Linked DNA regions of Sus scrofa: region 2 is linked to region 1. The links are chromatin contacts, called in public Hi-C maps. All regions are on one chromosome and are shown on one strand. The core of a region is the stretch at or near the end of the contact, and the rest is flanking DNA. Distances in the headings are between cores, read along the strand shown.

Region 1 (3,399 bases), core at 351-2,850:
CATGTAGGTCAGGGACTCTCAGCCTCAGTTTGTCCGGCTGTAAATGGTAGCTGCTGGAATCCAAAGCTGGCACCGACAAGCCTCCTCACTCTGAGAAAAGCCCAGGCCAGAAGGAGTAAAGGCTTGGGGGTGAAGCAGGCTCCTTGGGGGCTGGGCAGGAGGAGAATGAGCTTTCAGCCAGTAGCGCACCCACCCTCACCTCCAGCAACTGCTACCCAGCCCCCTCCATCCCCTACCAGCCCGGTTCTCATCCTTACTTACAACAGGTCAGGGAAGTTTACCTCCAGCTCTGCCCTGCTGGCTCAACAGTGCCCTTCCCCAACATTCCATCCCTTTAGGGGCTGGGTGTCCTCAGGGACCCCCCCTTCACTCCTGCTGCTCATCAGCTGGGTACCCCCGGATCTTGGTTGGGGGGCTGTGTATTCTTTCTTTTCTTTCTTTCCTTTTCTTTCCTGTCCTGACCTTGAGTCAATCAGAGGATGTGGGACAATTATTTTACTGTACCCGCAGCTCAGGGCAACACATACCCAGCAAACCCAGAGTCTGCATTCTGGCTTCCCAACTGAATACATGTGGGTACCCCGCTAAGCCCCAGATTCTCACGAGTGATAAATCCAGCAGAATGACCTGCCTGATCGGGTTCTCGTGAAGGTAGAAAGAAAGAGGACGAGGAACGCGCCAGGATGTCGAAGCTTTCAGTAAATGATGGCCTTTGTAATGATTCCTCACACACACCTTCAGCTGGAGGAGGGGTTCCTCGATGAGCGCTCGCCATCCTCTCAATCACGCCCCAGCTCTGGGCTTCCCTGTGCCCCTTGTTTGGGGGCCCTTAAGTGAGCGGTTCTGTTTCGCACCAAACCCTGGGCTTGGAAGAACGCACCGCTGACGACTCCACATCGTCCCCCCGCCCCTTCGTTGGGGTTTTGCCCCTCTTTGGCTCCCTAAGCGGCCCGTTCCCTGACCCCGAGGCCGCAGTGCTGGAGGGCCGCGCACTCACCCCCTTGCGCTGGTTGCTGAGGCAGAAGGTGCAGATGGAGCGTGGCTGGCGGCCGCCGTCGGGGGCGGCGGGGACCGCGCTCTTGGCACTGCCAGCCGCACGGAAGCACGGCTGCCCGTCGTCGGCCGCGTCGCCCAGCAGCAGCACGTTGGCCAGATGCGCGATGTAGCTGGACGCCAGGCGCAGCGTCTCGATCTTGGACAGCTTGCGGTCCACCGGCTCGGTGGGGATGAGCGTGCGCAGCGCCGTGAAGGCCGTGTTCACGCTCTGCGTGCGGTCCCGCTCCCGCGCGTTGGCCGCCTGCCGCTGTCGCACCACCACCACCGGGCCCGCGCCGCCGCTCGCCCGCCGCCCGCCCCCGGGGCCCGGGCCGCGGCGCGCCGCCTCCAGGCCCTCGCAGCAGCCGAACGACTGGTCGGAGGCGTCGCTCTCGCTGCGGTTCTCCTCGTCCTCGCTCAGCAGCCTCACGTCCGGGTACAACACGTGCGCACCGACGGGGCGCAGTAGCGCGAACGCCATGGGCGCCCGGCCGCGTCCAGCGATGCGCGGAGTCCCAGCGTTGGCCGCGCCCCGCCGTGCGCTCCCGCGCGCTCCCACGGCCCCTTTGGCCGCCGCCTTATAGCCGAGGGAGGGGCCAGTCCCGGGGCCGCCCCAGTCGGGGCGGAGGGCTCCGTCCCGGCCAATGGGAAGGCCTCCGCCGCGCGCGGGCCAATGGTGACGCGCCCGCCACCCCCGTTCCCTCAGGTTGAAAGAGGCCCGCGAGCCGGTGGCCCGCCCTGAAGGCTCCTGGTCCCCGCGGACGAGCAGAGCAAACGCCAGGGGGTGGGCTCTGCCCAGATCCGGACCCCTTATCCTCAGCTTAGACCACAGGGGGACTGCGGGCCAGTCCCTTCTTCTCCCTTGCCTTGAGTTTGCTCTTTCGGAAAGAGGATTCTAAGAGAAACAAGCTTTTTTTTTTTTTTTTGGTGGTGGTGTCCACGGAGAAGTGTTGGAGAAACACTATCATCTTTCCAAATAAGGACTCAATAGTGTCACATCCCTGACATAAACTTAAAACAAGGAGTCCCCGTCGTCGCACAGTGGAAACGAATCTGACTAGGAACCATGAGGTTGCAGGTTTGGTCCCTGGTCTCATTCAGTGGGTTAAGGATCCGGCGTTGCCGTGAGCTGTGGTGTAGGTTGCAGATGCAGCTGGAATCTGGGGTTGCTGTGGCTCTGGCGTAGGCGGGCAGCTACAGCTCCGATTAGACCCTTAACCTGGGAACCTCCGTATGCCAGGGTGCGGCCCTGAAAAGACAAAACAAACAAAACAAAACACACACACACACACACACACACACAACTGCCAGTGGCTCCATTCATTCAACAAATATTTATTGAGTCGCTGCTAGACGAGGCATGATTTTAGGTGAGAATAGAGATGTGAACACAACAAAACATTTGCCTTCCCATGGTTGACATTTTGGTTGAGGTCCTACCATCAAAATGGTTGTGTCAGACAGAGGTGGTACTTTGCTGATCTTTACTGTGCCAGGCTGAAGTTGTGGGAAAGCACCCATCATTTACAGCTAAGAGAGCTCTGGACTTCAGGGTGAGTGAGGACACTGGGCGCCACTGTTCCTCTTCACTATCACCCCTGTCTTGTCTGCACCCCAATAAAATGCAAGCCTCGCTCCCTCACTCCTCACAATGCCATCCTGGACTGCTGCAGCCTCCCTGGCTCCAAAGCCACACCGTCCCTTTCCCGGTGCTTGAAATGCCAACAACCCACACCCCCAAAAGCCGAGGGGGGAGAATGGGGGGAACTGCCTTCCCTCATTGCCTGACTTCCTCATGGAAAATTTGGATTGTTCAGCCTGACATCTGACATGTCCTCAGAGGCACTGGGAAGAGTTACTGAGCTGATGAAGGCTGCCGGGGTCCCCATGTTCCCCATGCCCCCTTCCCAGCTCCATCCTGGGGACCAGCCAAGCCTATCTTCACTTGGCCTTGAAAATAACTTTCTCTTCAGCCCAAATGGCAGCCAGCCTGTGCAGCAGAGAGAGCACAGGGAGTGGAGTGGGAAGGTTTCGAGGTGCATTTGGGCCCCATCTTCCTTCTGGGCGTCCGTTCTCTTGACCATGCCTCCCCGCTTGGCCATGCTGCGCTTTCCTGTCTTCCCGGATCCAGGCCAGAATAGGGGGGAGGCGGGGAGCCAGAGGGTTTCCCTTGGCTGCTGGGAGAGCCGTCCCTGACATCCTCAGGCTCCGGGCTCCGGGAAAGGGTGTTGCCACACCTGGCTGTCCCCCCACCCCCCCTCACTTGACCGTGACCCCAGCCAGGCTGGGCTTTGGGGAGGAGGAGAAGGAGCCTGAGCAGCCCCCTCCCTGCAGGGCCAGCCCCACACGCAGCCCCAGGCCAGG
Region 2 (3,399 bases), core at 348-2,847, 41 kb before region 1:
GGCCACACCTCTGGCCTATGGAAGTTTCCAGGCTAGGGGTCGAATCACAGGTGCAGCTGCTGGCCTACACCACAGCCACAGCCACGCTAGATCAAGCCACATCTGCAACCTCCACCAAAGTTTGCAGCATCGTAGGATCCTTACTTAGCCCACTGAGCGGGGCCAGGGATCGAACCTTTTTCCTCATGGAAACTAGTCAGGTTCTTAATGCATTGAGCCACAATGGGAACTCCAAGCGGGAGGGAACTTTCAGGCCAGCAAAGAGGGAAATCATCAGAAAGGTTGAACAGTGGCCCCAGCACCCTCTCACACGTGGCATAGAGTGGGGTACAGGGCTCTGGGGCCAAGCTGAGTTCAAGGCCCCCTCCCCCTGGCCGCCAGCTGTACCATCTTGAGCAAGACCCACTCCCCCTTCACCTTTTTCCTTTTCTGTTAAAGTGGACACGCTAAGAGCACCTGCTTCACTGGGTGCTGGGGGAAGTGAATTACCCAGAACTAGAGGTCAGCGCTTCCCTTAGCATGTGCTCCATGAACAGCAGCCCACCTTCCCTGCTTGGCACCCTCCACACCTGGAAAAAAGCTAAGCAGAGACCTAAATGCACCCCGAGTGTTGGGCCTTGAGAGCCCTTTGGGAGGAGGCTCCCTCCATCACCAAAAAGAACACGGTCCACCTCCATCCCGTGACGATCTTAAATCCTCAAGGTTGAGAGGAGGATGCTGATTTTTTACATCAACTGCATCAGGAAATAATTAATATAAAACCTAAGGGACCCATGTTATCCATTTAAAGCATATCTTTCTGGAGTGCCCTGGTGGCCTGGCATTGTCACTGCTGTAGCTTGGGTTCGATCCTGGGCCCCAGAATTTCTGCCTGCCGCATAGGCAGGCAAAAAATAAATAAAAGTATCTTTCCATGAGTTTTGACAAATATACACCCTGTGTAGCCACCGCCCAATCAGAATGCAGTACATCCCCATCACCCCCAAAATCTCCCTCGCGTCCCTCACCTGTCACGCCCACCCCCTGGCCCCCAGCCACCACGAATCTGATTTATCACTGTCGCTCGCTTTTGCCTCTTCTGGAATTTCATATAAGTGAAACTAGACAGCATGTATCCTTTTGTGCTTGGGACCCTCCCCAGCAGGGACACCTGTCCCCCAGAAGCCAGGATCCGGCAAAGGATCTGGGATGCTCGTGACGGCATTTCCCACCTGGGCTTGATGGCAACTCCTGGTTGGCTTCGCTGGGATTCTCAGCTCATTGAGTCCCCAGGGCCCAGTTTTGTGCCTGAGACCAGAGGTGAGGCCATGCCCTAGCCTAGGAGTTAGTAAAATATATGTGTGTGTGTACGGGTGAGTGCATGTGAAAGACAGACAGAGAATGAGTCTGTGTGAGAGAGAGATCAAGGTGAGTGTGCATATGTGTGAGAAAATAAATGTGGGTTGGGAGTGTGTGTATGTGAGCATGAAAGATCACTCCTGCCCAGGCCTGGCAGCTGGACTAACGGTCCATTTCCCCCAGGTCTGGCGGCCTCCTCCAGGCCCCCAGCTGCCCTGATGGGCCAGGCCAGCCCCCCCACGGGAGCCCCCAGCCGCTCCCCACTCGGCTTTCCTTGTATTGTGCGCAGCCTGGTTCCTCGAGGAAATGGGGCGGCTGCTGGGTGCGGGGGCGGCCGCCAGCAGCCCCACCCCCTTCCCCCCATTGTCACTCTTGGCTTTGGCCCCTAGCCCCTGCTGCCGACACTAAAAATAGACTTGTTCACAGGGAGACGGCCGCACCCCTGAACGGGCTTCCAGGCTGGGCGTGAGGTCGGGGTCGCCAGGACAGAGCTGTCCCTGGGAGGCGAGGTGTCCCCATCCAGTGACCGGAGTCAAAGCACATAGGGCCGTGTGACCTCAGGTCACCTTCTTCCCCTCGTGAGCCTCAGTTTTCTCATCCGTCAGATGGGGATAAGGACACCTACCTGCTGGGCTTGCTCTGAGAGTGAAGAGAAGTGTGGTTGTGCCCCGAGGGCTTTGTTCCTGTCCTGCTCGATGCCACCTGAGTATCTGGAGAGCCTGAGGAGGGCAGAACTTGCCCACCTCCTCATCCCGATCTTCAGTGGCTGCCCAGGGCCTCCAGCTTCCCCTTCAGGGGAGCCGAGGGCCTGGAGAGCCCACCTGGGAGTCTAGAGGCATCTGCAGGTGAAGCCATGGGATACCTGGCAGGTGTCATCTCTCTGCGCCTCTGACATCTCTGTGAGCTCACGCCGTGACTTCTGCTGCCCAGGCTGGGACTTGAACCCATGTCTCCAGCCTCTGAAGGCTTGTGTTTTTTCCGCTTTGAGGGGCCGTGTCTGTTCTGATGACTCTGCAGACTTCCTGGCCGGATCACCTTGTCTTTCAGTCCACAAACATGTGATTCATCGTGAAGGAAGACGGGGGCAGTGGGTGTTGAGGCCTGGGCTCCGGGCTGGGAAGCTCCCCTCCAGCCCACGGGGGTGGACAGCTGCCCTCAGCTGCCACCATGGCCACTGAGCTGGGCCTGCAAAGGAGGAGTTATCAGTGTGTCCTTCTGTCTGTCTACCAGTCTACCAAGCTCTTTCTTCCTTTGTGTTTTTTTTTTTTTCTTTAAGCACGAAATATTTCAGACAGCTTCTGCTGTATAATTTTAGAGTCTGACACTCTTAGAATTACTCTTGTCACAGTTGCAATTTGATATTCTGTAACAATCTCTGTCCCCCACTGACCCTTGGCCCTAGGGCAGGGACTGAGACTTTATTATTAATCCATGCATCCCCGAGACAAGTACAGTGGGAGGGTCCTCCCAGGCAGACCTTGTTCTTGTGCAGGTTTGTCTCCATCCACTTGTACCTGGAGATTCGTGGGGCTGTCTTGTCACCTAGTTTTGTTGTAAACCTTGTCCATGGGGTTCAGGTGTGCTACCTGGCTGCCCTGTAGATTTGGATGTGAGGATCTGAGAATATCCCAGAAGCTCAACTCATTTAAAAATGAAAATGGCTTCATATCAAGCAGAGACTTTTAAATTTTTTGTGTCATGGATCCTTTTGGCATTTGATAATGGGATGGGCCCCTTCTCATAATCATGGTTTGTTTGGTTTTTTTTTCCTTTTCCTTTTTTTGTTTGTTTGTTTGGTTTTTTTTTTTTTTTTTTTTTTTTTTTTTGGCTTTTCAGGGCCACACCCACAGCATATGGAGGTTCCCAGGCTAGGGGTCCAACTGGAGCTGTAGCCGCTGACCTATGCCACAGCCACAGCAATGCCAGATCCGAGCCATGTCTGTGACCTACACTACAGTTCACGGCATCACCAGATCCTTAACCCACTGAGTGAGGCCAGGGATTGAGCCTGTATCCTCATGGATGCTAGTCAGATTCGTTTCTGCTGAGCCGTGACGGGAA

The links. A called contact is a pair of places that touch in the nucleus more often than the background predicts.
Region 2: a Hi-C map of skeletal muscle shows a contact between it and region 1, with 2.0 times the contacts expected there. The contact joins the enhancer-like site here to the promoter of TCF15 in region 1. A contact is called at or near these places in 6 of 47 Hi-C or Micro-C datasets (fetal heart ventricle, fibroblasts, heart right ventricle and 2 more) and 1 of 2 datasets of contacts at active chromatin or transcription factors (skeletal muscle).

What each region holds. Positions count from the first base shown.
Region 1 is chr17:34,624,883-34,628,281 of Sscrofa11.1, reverse strand. It overlaps TCF15 (transcription factor 15), which reads right to left and starts at 1,600. Exons shown (of 2, transcript XM_003134358.4): 1 at 998-1,600. The coding sequence starts at 1,516.
Region 2 is chr17:34,665,904-34,669,302 of Sscrofa11.1, reverse strand. All of the region lies in intron 2 of LOC110257457 (a long non-coding RNA gene), which reads left to right. Among named protein-coding and RNA genes, the nearest start is that of CSNK2A1, 25 kb to the left of the region's middle. Within about 2 kb of position 1,597, at least 3 of the 83 cell types and tissues checked have an H3K27ac peak or open chromatin away from gene starts, as enhancers often do. A contact at or near this core is called in skeletal muscle, where this site is marked.